Regions from separate parts of the Sus scrofa genome. Here regions 1, 2 and 3 are each linked to region 4. The links are chromatin contacts, called in public HiChIP or PLAC-seq maps. All regions are on one chromosome and are shown on one strand. The core of a region is the stretch at or near the end of the contact, and the rest is flanking DNA. Distances in the headings are between cores, read along the strand shown. Region 1 overlaps LPP (lipoma-preferred partner). Region 2 overlaps LPP (lipoma-preferred partner). Region 3 overlaps LPP (lipoma-preferred partner). Region 4 has its middle 16 kb from the start of TPRG1.

Region 1 (3,395 bases), core at 588-3,087, 700 kb after region 4:
ACTCCAGAAAAAAAGCAAAAGACTGCATGAGAAATCTGGAGAAACCAGTCCAAAGTAAAAGAAAAAGTTGATGGAACTTCAAGACGCAACATAGAATAGACCCCAAGCAGGCAGAGGAATAGTTTGAAAGACAGAAGATATATAGGATACAGTAAAAACAATTAATTTTCTTCTCCCAATCAAAAAAATACAACCTCAAACTCAAAGGATATCAGTAACAACAACAACAACAACAAAGCAACTCATTATACAAATAAAACAAACAACCTGGGATGATTTTGAACAACTAGAAGAGAATTAGAAGGATCTATTAAATTTGGATACTAAGGGAAAGTTCAGTCTCCTTCGAGTGGCTTAAAGGTGGCGACCTCAGAAGCCTAGAAAAGGAAATGAAACCACAGCACATGACTTAGCTCTGTATTGAGCAACATTTACCTAGAAATCATAATGTAAATGTTGTTGACTGTTTTCAGTTTTTTGAAATCAACCCACAGACACAGCAAAGAAGCCTCCACTATGATTACAAAACTATATAAAAGTACATGCAGACATGAATGTTGTTATAAAAGGTGGAGATGCAAAGGGTAACAAACATAACTGACAAATTGTAAAAGTGGGAGAGGAAAGTAGGGAGAAACCTCAACATCTTCATCTTGCAAAATGGGGGGTGAAGAAGTACTGTCAAAAGCTGATATGCCAAGAAATGGAGATTTGTACATATTATATAAGTTTATAAAGGAAACTAACCCAGAGAGTGAAAGAAGTGATCCAGCTATCAAAATTTGAGAAGGGAGATGGGAAGTACCAGTGTGCATATGAGCTAATTCTTACCTATAATAAAAACCAATAGGTACATCTCATATTAACAACTCAAAAACTAAAGACATAGGCACATTGTTTAGAGATATGACAATAACCACTAGAAGAATTAAAAACAAAAAGTGGTTACATGTGGGGAAGGGATTTAGGGTGGGGGGGAAATGGGACAAGAAATTCTTCCTAGTTTTTTGGGTTTTTTAAATAATTGTTTTATAGTATTTTATCTTTACTATGAGCATTTATTTGAACATCTTTTAAAATCTTTTTAAATAATAAAAATATCATTTCAAAGGAAAAAGGAATTTGTTTCAAAGAGCATGACCCAGAGGTCACCAAGATCAAATGTGAAGGGACTTTCTTGGGAAAACCATTATGAAATGTCACTCTTGTGGAAACATTAAATGCACAAGATCCCCCTTTTAAGTCACGTTGCCGGCTTTTTAAAACTCCCCTCTCCCCTTCTCTCCCCAAGCTCTTTAACTCTCTCCTAAACATCTTCCTATAAAATTGTGAACACTCTATGCCCCTCAACTTTCTTCACTGGCTTCAAAATAAAAGGCAGACCCCAATGAAAACTTGAAAATGTACAGAATCCCCAAGGAAACCCCAAAATCAACAGACAGCTCAGGCTGCACAGTCCTGTGGCCTAGAAGCACACCAGGGCCTAGAGGTTGGAGCTATAATTAGCTGCTTCTGGGCAGACAACAAGGACTCCTGTTCCCTGGAAAGGAGGTAATTAAAGGAGGCAGATTTAGGCCTGAGGTGGTAAGTCTCAAGGAACTGTGGCTCCGGGCAATCCCCAACCGCACCCTGAATGAGGAAACAGGAACCCGCAGGCCTGACTCTCCATTCCTAAACCATTTTTCTCTCCTCTCTGGTTTCTAAGACCAGGGGAATGCCAGCCATCAGACCAAACACTCCTTTTTTCAGTCACTTAGGACCCATCTACTGGGCGCTCCTATGCACCAGGCATGTGTTCAGTGCTACAGGGAGGGCAGGGATGAGTCAGACCTGATTCTTGACCTCAGGGAGCCAACAGGGGAGACTGGGCACAAATGGAACTTAGAGCACACAGCACTCCTGGCCAACTTTCTCTCCAAGACCTACAACCATCCTATAGGGTAAAGTTTTTCCCTGCTTTTCAGATGAAGAATTTGGAGCTCAGGGAGGAGAAACAACCTTCCCAAGGTCATGGAGCTGTGGGGTAATAGGGCACAAATTCAAATCCAGTCCACCTTAGCTTGTAAATTAAAGCCTTTTCTCCCTTTGTCATCAAAAGAACAGGAATAAAAGGTGTCTCTATAGAGAGGGCTAAGGAGATAGGCCAGTGTCGCTGTGTGAATATTTCCCAGAGCCCAAAACAGCACTCTCACAGATTTCCATTTTTAGGGATTTCCAAAATTCCACACTGCACCTGTGCCGGTGTTTAATGTTTCCTTCTTATACCATCCAGCACCTTAGCTGTCACCACCTCAGGGTTTAGAACCTTTTAAAACTTGGGCCCTGGCTAGGCATTCATCTACCAAAGTCTATACTCCACACAGCCCTTGTTTTAAGTAGGAAAGAATTGTACAGCATGACCCACCAAAAACCCATAGGTCTGAGCTCCATCACTACAAGCCTGGGGACTCAGCAGCTCTGGCCTCACACCCTTATCTCTCACATCTCAGCATCCACCCACCTGAGACCATCCAAATATAGCCAGGCTTCCCAGGACAGCAACTCTGCCTGGCACTTGTCTCTCAAAACACAGCACAGGGAGACCTACCTTCTGCAGTCTATGTCTATCAGCTAATTTTCCCTGCATATCCACCCAAAACTTTCCTCATAAATTGGACAGGGGTGATGTCAGATTTCCTCTGTTTGGGAAAGAGAAGAGACACTGGGGAGGGGAGGCTTCAAATAGGACTAAATCACGATCTTGCATGAAACAAAGATTTAGGATCCAATTCAGGTACTGGATGTACCAGTTTCCCCATTACATGTGGCAACTCCATGATTTAGGGACGCTATCCCATACAAAAAAGAAATCCAGAGGTATGGTGTTCAACTAAAAAACACAGTCTGAGCATTGTTCTTCCTACATCACACCCACCGGTCAGTTCCTCTCACCCAAACCCCTTTTGTAGACACATGGACACTCCTGGCCCTTTATTTGGACATCATGAAATTGGAACCAAGGTTGATACTGATACTCCTTAAATATAGCTGTGCCTTACAGGCCTTGGCCCACGTTTGTAAGTCTACTACACATTAGCAAGTGTCCACCTGGCTACCAGATGCCCAGATACTCCCATTAGAATTTTCCATGAATTCTTCAAAACTTTCCAGCCAGTGAGTTTAAGGGAACTTCCCAGGCATTCTCTCACCCATCTTTAATGATCTGCAACAGGAGGTAAGAAGTAACTTACATTGGACATAAACATATGAAGGCAGGCTACAGGAGCCCTTCAGTCATACATCTGGCAAAAATGTACTGAGCAATTAGTTCCTGTAGGTACTATGCTGTGTTAAGTGTTTAAGCTCTGGATACAGAGCTGAAAACACATGGAGGCTGCCATTAAAGTATTCAGCCT
Region 2 (3,391 bases), core at 877-3,376, 540 kb after region 4:
CTTGTTCTAAAAAAACAGAAATATAAGGATTTTAGGTATTCTTATTCTAAGAAACAGAAATTTAATGAACCTATCTACAAAACAGAAACAGAATCACAGACGTAGAGAAGAGACTTATGGTTGCCAAGGGGGAGAGAGGAGGGAGTGGATGGACTGGGAATGTGGGGTTAGGGCAAACTATTACTTAGAATGGATAAGCAATGAGGTCCTATTGTACAGCACAGGGAACTATACCCAATCTCTCAGAATAGAACATGATGGAAGATAATATGAGAAAAAAAAATGTGTGTATATATATATATGTGTGTGTGTGTGTAAGTGGGTCACTTTGCTGTACAGCATAATTTGGCACAACACTGTAAATCAACTATAATTAAAAAATAAATTTTTTAAATAAAAGAATTTAAAACAGAAATATAAGGACTTATAAATTTACCCACTAGCAATCTTACAAACCCTTGTAAATGACAACCACTATTAGTATTTCATCAGTCTTCTCAGGTTTACATGAGAAGTTCAGAAAATGAACACAATTTTCATAATCATTATCATAGTTTGAAGAAGTCCAATAAAAATGCACATTGCTTTTCTGATGTGAGCACAGGCCCACAACCATTGGTGTGAGAATCATTTTCAGAAACCAAAAACAGCTTTCCTAAAATCTCAGCACCACTTCAGCCCCACCTTCCAACCCACATCTCATTAAAAAACAAAGCCATTTCTTTCATGCCTCATAATTAATGATAAAGTGAGTCAACTATACAAACAAAACACCAACAATAATTTACTGTGAACATTGTTGCATTTGTACTGCACTTATATATCTACTCTCTCATTTGATGTTTTTCATGAGCTTCTGCAGCAGGAAGAAATGGAATAATTGTTTTAGAGATGAAGAGATTCAACTCTACAAGATGTGATTTGCCCCAAAACACACAGCTCATAAGAAGTAATGACAAGATGTGAATTCAGGATTCTCGAGATTCTCCAACTAAACTTGTGTTCACTTATTCAACATTGTCTCTCTTATCTGAAGTGTTTAATCAAGCACAAGAAGTTGATAATGGAGCCCTAGGGAAGTTATCTAATTGGATAGAGCCTCAGATGGGTTCTCTTAAAACATAAAAGAAGGAAAGAGAAAGAGAGAGAGAGAGAAAGGAAGAAATAAACCACTTCGGGTAAAGATAGTTAAATTTCCTGGAAAACAGGGGTCTTGAACTGTCCTTTAAAGATGTATTAATCAAAGCAAGCCCACAAACTGACAATTTCAGAATCATTTCGGAGCTTGTTAGAAATATAAATTTTTCCACACTGTGTTCTCAGGCCTCCAGGACAATAACCTCTGAGGCACAGACTGCCCAGGTGATTCCAATGCATAGAAAGTTTGAAAAGTGTTGCTTGAAAGTAAAAGTCAGACCTGAGTAAATAACAAGACGGTTACAGGTAGGCTAAAAAGGGGGAAGGGGGGAAGGGCGTTGGGGAGGGGGGACAACATGAAAAATTAGGAGGCCTAGAATCCAGAAAATTCAAGAAATGTCAGCAAAAAAAGGTTCAGAACACTGGGCTGGGAAGGTAGTATCCTGTGAAGGACAGGGTCCGAATAAACCTGGGGTGAAATCTTGAACTAGAGAAAGCTGAATGCAAGCAGAGCAGTCTCTAGAACCACTCAGGCCCAAAGTTTAAATCTTGAGAGAAAGTATGTAGACCTAAGCAACAAAAGCATCATGTGATGCAGGACAAGAGGTCCCTCAGGGTTTAGAAGGTCTTCAGAAGAGAACCTCTTTTACAACCTGGAGAAACACAAGTTCACCAGACAGACAAGGATGGAAAGAACCATGGCAAAGGGCCAAGGTGTAAAACAAGATCTATTTAGCACCAGTGAGGCACCCTTGATTCAGTGTCCTCATCTGTACAAGAAGAGATTAATGATCCTAACCCAGTTGAACTATTGAGAAGATTAAATAAAACAGTTCTACACAATGACTCCAAATGTGATGTCCGGCACAGAGTGGACACTCAACACAGTACACTGACTTTCTTTCTCTTCCAGGCCACTGCAGTTCGTGAGAGTGAGCTAGGCATTGGGTCCTCTCTCGGGCTGGTTGGTAAGTGACTGATTTGGAGGATGTTTTCTCATAAAAGTTCACAGGGCAGCCTGCTGGGGGAGGTCCCGTGGTTATGAAGCATCACACTCAGCCACATTCCATTTTAAGACCTACAGCTCCTTCACTTCCTGCTTCTCACTCTTACTTTTTTCAGAGGGGCTGCAGGTTCTCAAGGTTATCTTGAGCACAGCTTTCTTTCTAAATGACACATAACCACTTCTACAGGCAAAAGTGCTCTGTGTAACTTCTTCTTTCAGAATGGGACTCTGGGCTGCCTGAAAATGGATCTAGGTCCATTCCCAGATGATCTCTTGGAAAGCAGACATGAATCAGTCCAGCAGGTTGGCTGGAGGTCTCCAAGAGTCTGTCTACAGGGGGATATTAACTAGGGTTGCTCAAAGGGAAAAACCAAGTTCCAGAGTCAATTGAAAGCAAGCTGACCGCTGTCCCACAGGGTTTCCTGAAAGATTTAGCAAGCTAATGTACTTTGTCAGTACCTAAGAGGGCGCCAGAGTATGCCGCATTCTCCAGGCTTACAGGGACCAATTTTAAGAGTGGTATCTCCTTGGACTACTATTTACTGACCATGCAGGAGAAAACAATACGTCAGCGCATGATATAGATAAGGCAGGGATCATCCGTTTGCTTAGAGTCCATTCCCAGAAAGATTAAGAAGGTGGCAGCATTTTTGTTATGCTTCTTCACCTTCCCATTCATTATCTATACTCACCGCATCCTCCTCTTCCTCCACAAGCCCTTTCCCTTCCCCATTACTCTGTGCACGCTGTTTTACAAAGAATCTGCTAATTCGATAAACTAATGCCTTCTTTTTCAACACTTTGCACATCGGTGCCTCTATTATGTTATTCATTCCATTTGCTTAGGAAGCATCCCCTTTATCAAAATCCTATTAATTCAAGGCCAACCCAAATGTCACTTCCCCCAAGAAGCCTTCCTTAATCCCCTGCCCTCCACACCAGTTGGAAGTAATCGTTCTTTGCTCCTCACTGAACTTTCTCAGCAAGTTTCCACTTTCTACCTTAAATGATAGTTATCTGTGTGCTGTCTCACCTTCACCAGTTGGTTCACCCCTTTCCTAATACTTTCACACCTGTCATCTTGGTTCATCCCTACAACATGCTGGGAGGAAGAACAGGCAGGTATAATTATACTCATAGTATGGAGTAAATGTAGCTTAGTGGTTAGAAGTGGAGTTGCTAGAGACAGACTATCTGAGTTCAAGTCCTAGATAAACTCTCTGGTTCTCAATTTTTCATCTGTGAAAT
Region 3 (3,477 bases), core at 626-3,125, 510 kb after region 4:
GTGGCTGGGCTCCATGTTTTAGGGTCCAGTGACTACCTTCCCAACCATGGCTTCTTAATCTCTGGTTCATAAGCAGAGTGCTGTATTCTTGAAGACAACAGTTCACTGGTAGCTTCATGAACCTCTGTGTCACAGTTGTGGAAAACATGGCAATTTTGTGTGATTCTGAGATTTCTTACTGGAAGTTCAGCCTACAGCTTGCTCTATACAATCCTTCCCACAACTTTGAAACACCTAACATCCTGCATTAAAACCTATCTGCTTAAAACATCTAGAATGGTTTGTTTCCCACAGTAAACCCTGACCAATCCCCACATATTTTTAAAATTCTGTTTGCCAATAGACAGTAATATTTTATCAACAAGAGACAGATTCAAATCACTCATTTTGCAAAGAAGTTTTTTTTTTTAATTTTAGTTTTTATATTTTTTTAATTTTATGGGAGCACCCGCAACATGTGGAAGTTCCAGGGCCAAGGAATGAATTCAAGCCACAGCTGTAGCAACACTGGATCCTTTAGCCCACTATGCCTGGCCAGAGATCAAACCTGTGCCTCTGCAGTGAACCAAGCCACTGCAGTTGGATTCTTAACCCACTCAGCCACTGTCCGAACTCCTATGCAAAGAGGTCTCAAGTGCCTGTGCAAATCCTTCTGATCTTCACTAGGGAGCAGAACCATGCACAGAACAGACAGTGCCAGCCCTCTCAGAGCTTCAAGACTGGTGGCAAGAGGCATGACACAGCAGGGGAGGTATGATGTGACATGGAACAAGCCAATGGGTAGCCTAATCTAGCCCCAGCAATTTAGCCTCAGTTTTATTAATAACTGGCCATGTTTTCAAATCAAGATGGCTAGATGAATGAAAGTCCCTTTAACCTCTAACATTCCACAATTCTATGAGTCTTTATACCCGTAAGGGAATTTACTTGGATTCAGGTCCTAAGAAAACTTCCTAAATTTTCAGTTCCCTAAATCTGAAAGTCAGAACACAAAGGTCACATAACACAAAAACCTCACAGTTAAAATAGGAACAAGAATCAGTGACCCCCAAATGTTAAGCATTGTGGCAGCCTACAACTAGAAAACCTCAGGGAAAAAATCCAAACTCAGGGTTGCAGTGGTTGTTAAGAATACCAAAGAACAAACAGTTTCCTCAGGGTCTCTATCTTCTTTGAATGTGTCTGCCTTACTATCTGAAAAAAGGGGGGGGGGGAATATTTACATATATCTGTCTTCTCTGAAAGCACTTAGACAAATAGTAAAATAAATATTAGGCAAATGCAATAATGCTTAGATATCTTAAGAAAAGTCACCAATTTTTTCATGTCTTGGACAACAAAATGCCTGAAACTCATAAAAGCGAAGCAGTTCCGTAGATAGGAGGAAAAATGTCTGAAGAGTCAAGGTCATGAATTTAAAGACAGTGATGCTACCAGCTCCAGGGGTAGCCTCAGGCCAGGGCCTTCCAAACCTCACTGACCTTAGCTACCTCATCTATAAAATGGAGACAACAATCTCTGCCCTGTTTACCTCATTGGTGCTTATGGGGAGTAAGTGGATACTGGACACAACAACATTTCATAAATAGCAAATTATATATATATATATACACAGAGAGAGAGAGAGATTATTAATAAAGGAATTTCAAAGGAAGGCTGTGAATAGTACTTTGCAAGCTTAGGCAGCAAAAGGAAATATAAATATAGCCATGATTTTACAACTTTATAATCAGGAGGAAGAAATGGTGATCAGAATTGTGACAAACAACAATGCCCGAAAGAGAAGAGAAACCAGCTCAGCTCTGTCATAATGGTCTCAGTTCCTGTAGTACACACAATGGAAAGACTGCAGGGAGGGGCAGGAGCAGCCTTTGTGATGGCAGCTCACCCAGGACTTGGAAACCCTGGTCTAAGAAAAGGATGTTTCAGTCATTATCATAATCTCATGGTGCGTCTAAGAATTCTGTGGCTCTATGCAAGTGATATCATCACTGTCTCAGTCACATATCTTGGAAAACAGAAATAGCTGTCATCACTCAGGAGTGAAACATAATTCTGGCCATTTCTTTAAAGTAGCATAATTAGAGGAATGAGGCTCAAGCTCTAAGATTCCTCACCAGGATGGACAAAATGCAAAGGCAGATCTTGCCCACAATTGGATTTTATGGTCCAAAGGGCATAGGTAGGTTCTGATAACATTCAGACAACAACTAACTCTAAAGAAGAAACTAAGCAATAGATCCACACAGCCAAAACCATTCAGGACACAGACAAAGTGGTCCTCCAGCCTTAATGTATTGGCAATAAGCCAGACTTGGACACAGGTAAGATCTGAACTGAAAATCAAGTCCCAGGCCCTTAAGCACAAAGTTACAGGAAGAGTTATAATTTATGAAGCAAAATGGTGCCCTGTTATATGCACTGGTCTGGAGATACCACAGGTTTCCAAGGCTTGAGACATCAGGTGACAAGAAGATGAAATAAGTGAGATAAATTAACCATACTTGTAATTCACTGAAGAGGAGATCCCAATGGAAAACAAACAGAGCAAATAATAATAAAACACACACACACACACACACACACAATTTTAATAGTAGAGAAATGCAAATTAAAAAGTAAGGAGATACTGCTTTTCACACACAGTTTGGCAAAAAATTAAAAGGCATATAAAATTCACTTGGGAACAGATGTGTAAGGAAACTATCACAATATTATGCTTCTTCTTATAAACAGATGTATCCTCTATTTCTTTATTAGATATATGACTTCTTGTCTACGGCGGCTTTGGTGCCACAATGGCAGAGTTGAGTGGTTGTGACAGAGACACACTGGCTTCAAAGCCTAAAATATTTGCTACCTGGTCCTTTACAGAAAAATTTTGCAAACTCAAGTTCTAAACTAAAAAAGTTATTGCTTCCAATTACTAAAGATATAATCAATCTCTTCTCTTATTAAATTAAAGCCTTTTGCTAGTTGTCTTCTTTATAACATGACCTTTAATTCATATCAAAGTCTATATACATATTTATGATATAACTCTTTTTCATTAGCACCCATCAATTATTCAGTGCCATTAGAGGAACCCCCTTTTCAGAATGCTGAGATGGTCCCTTTATGGCATACTCAATCCCGTGTGTAGTTGCTCTATATCAGGGTGGGTTATGTCACCACAACAGCTTTCTTCTATTCCAGCACTAACACTTACCCACTTGAGTTAGGAATCCCTTATAATCAACTTCAGCTTCTAGCCAGGCTGGTCCCTGTCCCTATTACCCTTATTTTTCAAATGTTTCTTAGCTATTTTGCCTGTTTATTATCAAGATAATTTTAGTTTTTTTTATTTTTGGTTAGGATTTAAGAACAATTCTCTTGAGAGTTGTGCTGAGATTACATGAAATGTAAAGGAAAATAACTACTTAAAAATATTTATATTTCCATTTAGGAATAAGGTATGTCTTTCAATTTATTCAAAGC
Region 4 (3,607 bases), core at 824-3,323:
GACATTTCGAGGCTCTGCCTCCTCAGGTCTGTTCCTGGTTTCTCTGCTCAAGGGAGTCCCTGCAGGGGACTCTTATACCCAGGACAAAGCTCTATGGTCTTCATGTGGCAGGGGACACTCTCCAGGTGACCTGCCATGTCAGTCTCACTCAGTGAGTAGGCATGGCTTGTGCAGATTCCCAGCCAGCCATGGCCTCGCCCGAGAGCCTTCCACCTTCCTGTCTGCACCTGGGGACAATTACAGTAGGTTCTAGAAGGAGTCTCTTGGTCTGCAGTCAAAACAGGACTCAGGAGAGAAGACTGTCATCCTGAAGGTGAAACAACTCTTAGATTCTCTAAGGAGATCGGGAAGCTGCGTGAGCTTTGCCTCCAAGTTTGTTTTATCCACTTCAGCCCTTGATACAGGTTCCATTCTGGATTAGGCAGTACTGGCTCTAGGACACCCTGAAGTTAAGAATTTCATTGAATCTCTGAATAAGCAAGATCTGGAGTCAAGGCTGGGGTCCCAGATAGAGTGCACTCCTCTGCTGGTAGTGGGTGTGGTGCTCCCACAGGCCTAACCCACAGTTCTGCCCCTGCCCCTCCTGGTAGCTCCACCTTTTACAGCTAAGCTTCAGGGCAGCCCCTGAGCTCTCCAGCTCTCACGTGGGCCTCCGGAAGTCTTACAGCTCACAACCCCTCAACCATGGCCTGGGGCTTCCCGGTCAGGGTTTGGTGGAGTTGGTCTGTGGCTGTAGAAGCCTTAGGCCTAGAGGCCAGCCTGACTCTGTTCCTGGGCTGCAGAAAAGCCCTCAGGCCTGGGCCTAGGCACTACTGGGAGGGGTCCAGGAGGCTGAGGATATGAAGGGCCAGTTTAGGGTTGCTGTGGAGGAGGAAGGGTGTGGAAGAGAACAGGCAAAATGCTAATGCTTCAGCTTCTTGTGCCTTCAGACTCCAGGCCTTCAGGAAGGAAGCGGCTTGGTTTCCCTGCCCCGGAACAGCAGGCTGTCAGGGATCTTATTCTGATGCTGGCCTTCTGAAAGGGCAGCTGGACACAGCCAGGGCAGGCCGGGGTCCTGGCTTGGCCTCCATAAGTGGGGCCATAAAAGGGATCTCTGGGGCTAGAAATGGGCAGGACCTAACCCCTTGGCAGGGGAAAAGACACAAGCTTGGGGCAGAGATAGGGATAGTCACAGAATTTCAGGCCCCAGAGCTTGAGGTGTCAAGGGCCTCAGGCCAAGGAAGGCCAGATTGAACCCAGGTTCTAAATAAAGGCAGAGGAATCCCAGTACCAGAGCCAAAGGGGTCAAGAAGCCATGCTGACTTGGTGCTTATTTCCCAGAGTTACTGACCCAGGGCTTCTTCAGTTCTAATTGGTTTTTTTCCTTAATGAAAATAAGATTTATGCACCACAGAAACCAGGGCCAGGCTAAGCCTTTACAAGGTCTCCATGGAATCTTGTACAAGTTACTGGAAAGAGGCTGGAAAGCCAGGAGGGGGCCTGGGAGAGCCCAACTCCATCACTAAATCCCTGTTTGGCCTTTAATAGCTCCATAGCCTCCTTGGGCCTTCGTAACCTCCTGTGTGAAATAAGGGAGTTGGATCACAGCAGAGGTTTCCAAGCTGCTGTCTGTGAAGTCCAGTGATCTGAGGAGGGGCCTCATGAGTCTCTATAAGGGTCAGAGAAGAGGGAAGCTCAGAAGGGGAGGCCAGAAGCTCCTAACACACAATTGCCTGGAATGCTGCCTTTTTTTTTTTTTTTTTTGGTCATACCCACAGTATGCAGAATTTCCCCGGCCAGGGATCGAACCTGCACCACAGCTGCAGCCCTCACCACAGCCGTGACAATGCCAGATCTGTAACCCACTGCCCCGCCAGGGAATGCCTGGAGCACTTCCATTTTGAAGTTTAATCCATTGGCAATCCATATAAGATTTTGTGTGGAAGCCACAAGAAAAAAAAAAAAAAAAAGGAAAAGGAAAGGGGGAAATAAAGAGTAGAAAAGGAAAGAAAGAAGGCAAATAGGAGCTCTGAGCTGGCTGATCTCCAAGCTGTCTCAGGCTTGTCCTTCTCTGACTCACCATGACGCTCTCCTGCTCACATTTTGAAGAACCACTTCTGCTCCCCTCTGCCATCCTCTCAGGAAAGAATCCATACATAAGCCCAGAAAAAGCCACTGGTGAGATCCCATTTCCCAGCTCTGAGGCGTGCTGGCGCGCAGAGGAGGAAATTGGGGGGGTTTATGTGGGCTGGTGGGGAGGAGAGTGGAGGCCCTGAGCTGTAAATCAGGCTCAGAGGTTTGGATTCCCCGCTGCGTGACCCTCAGATGCCCCCTCCACTCCAGAAACCGGTACACTCACACCCCAGCCAAGGGAAGTGTGCCCGGCTCTCAGGCGGCCCCTGGAAGCTGGGCCCACTCTGAGGAGTTGTTTTGATTTTTCAGGAAAAACTACTCCAAGCCAAACCTTCCCTCCCAAGAACAACACAGACAGGGATTTTCAATGTGCTCGGGGGACGAAGGCTCTGGGTGGCCCTATGCGCCGGCCTGGCCAGTAAGACCCACAGGTAACAGGCACACCTGAGTCAGTATGGATGGCGGCTAAGGGCCACTTCTTTTTACTCTAAACACCTCCCACTGCTGCCAAGTCTCCAGGCTTCCTCTTTTAGATGATTTTGCTCTCCCATGTGCCAGCCTGACTGCACGGTTGCTCATCGCTCAATACCCAGCCCTCACATCCAGGAATTCCATGATTGCCTGGAGATGTGGCAAGCCCAGCTGAAGTTGGGGACCTCCCTTATGTGCACACACACCACCCAGGGAGGACCCTCTGCTGCCCTCTCCCACAAGAGGTGGGTTGCCTTGGGACTCTCTGAGCATGTGGGTTAGTGGGATCAGCTTTGGACCAGGAATGGAGAAGTCCCTGGACCCTCCCTCTGTGAGAGTTCCAGTGGGTCACCTCTTTTTTCTGGGCCTGTTTCCTCCTCTGTGAAATATAGGGGACTTACACTCACTCACCCCACATTTACCACATACCTGCTTTCAGGTGAAGTGGTTCTCCTTGACCAAGGTCACAGCCCAAGGAATGGCCACATGGGTGAAATTAACTCAGAGGTCAGTAGGGTCGCTGATGTCAAAGGCAGTTCTGCCTCCATAAAGGCAATGGCTGCGATGCGTTCCCATCTCTCGGAAAGTTCACAGGGTAGTGAGGCAGTGTGATGTTGAAAAATAATCACCTCAATGGTCAAGTAGCAGTCACCTTGCGGTGATGTGGCTGCAGAGAGGCTGGTCCTACAGTGTGTCCCAGAAGAAGTGACCGCCACGTTGAATTTTCAAGGCTGAGCACCAAGCTGTGGGCGGGATGCGGAGAGAAGAACACGGAAATAGGAGAGTTTGGAGAATTTCAAGTAATTAACCAAGGACAAGAAACTGGGGGTGAGAAGGGCAGAGAAGACAAGAGAAGAAGCAAATCAGATCTCCAGGGCCCTCAGGCTTTGTATATTTCAGATTCTGGAGTTACTATGTTTTATTGTTCTTTGTTTTTTGTTTTTGTTTTTTCCTGAAGGCAATGGGAAATGCTGGAAATGTAGAAGAATAAGATGGTCACATTTGCGTTTTAGAAATCTCCCTC

What was found. HiChIP or PLAC-seq counts read pairs in DNA pulled down with a chosen protein or histone mark.
Region 1: a contact with region 4 is called in an H3K27ac HiChIP or PLAC-seq map of alveolar macrophages. The contact joins two enhancer-like sites. A contact is called at or near these places in 1 of 47 Hi-C or Micro-C datasets (skeletal muscle) and 2 of 2 datasets of contacts at active chromatin or transcription factors (alveolar macrophages and skeletal muscle).
Region 2: a contact with region 4 is called in an H3K27ac HiChIP or PLAC-seq map of alveolar macrophages. The contact joins two enhancer-like sites. A contact is called at or near these places in 2 of 2 datasets of contacts at active chromatin or transcription factors (alveolar macrophages and skeletal muscle).
Region 3: a contact with region 4 is called in an H3K27ac HiChIP or PLAC-seq map of alveolar macrophages. The contact joins two enhancer-like sites. A contact is called at or near these places in 2 of 2 datasets of contacts at active chromatin or transcription factors (alveolar macrophages and skeletal muscle).

The regions. Positions count from the first base shown.
Region 1 is chr13:125,816,568-125,819,962 of Sscrofa11.1, reverse strand. All of the region lies in intron 1 of LPP (lipoma-preferred partner), which reads right to left. Among named protein-coding and RNA genes, the nearest start is that of LPP, 36 kb to the right of the region's middle. Within about 2 kb of position 1,837, at least 20 of the 83 cell types and tissues checked have an H3K27ac peak or open chromatin away from gene starts, as enhancers often do. A contact at or near this core is called in alveolar macrophages and skeletal muscle, where this site is marked.
Region 2 is chr13:125,975,961-125,979,351 of Sscrofa11.1, reverse strand. The region is part of intron 2 of LPP (lipoma-preferred partner); the gene reads right to left. Among named protein-coding and RNA genes, the nearest start is that of LPP, 200 kb to the right of the region's middle. Within about 2 kb of position 2,126, at least 14 of the 83 cell types and tissues checked have an H3K27ac peak or open chromatin away from gene starts, as enhancers often do. A contact at or near this core is called in alveolar macrophages, where this site is marked.
Region 3 is chr13:125,996,684-126,000,160 of Sscrofa11.1, reverse strand. All of the region lies in intron 2 of LPP (lipoma-preferred partner), which reads right to left. Among named protein-coding and RNA genes, the nearest start is that of LPP, 220 kb to the right of the region's middle. Within about 2 kb of position 1,875, at least 9 of the 83 cell types and tissues checked have an H3K27ac peak or open chromatin away from gene starts, as enhancers often do. A contact at or near this core is called in alveolar macrophages, where this site is marked.
Region 4 is chr13:126,511,732-126,515,338 of Sscrofa11.1, reverse strand. No RefSeq gene overlaps it. Among named protein-coding and RNA genes, the nearest start is that of TPRG1, 16 kb to the left of the region's middle. Within about 2 kb of position 2,073, at least 14 of the 83 cell types and tissues checked have an H3K27ac peak or open chromatin away from gene starts, as enhancers often do. A contact at or near this core is called in alveolar macrophages and skeletal muscle, where this site is marked.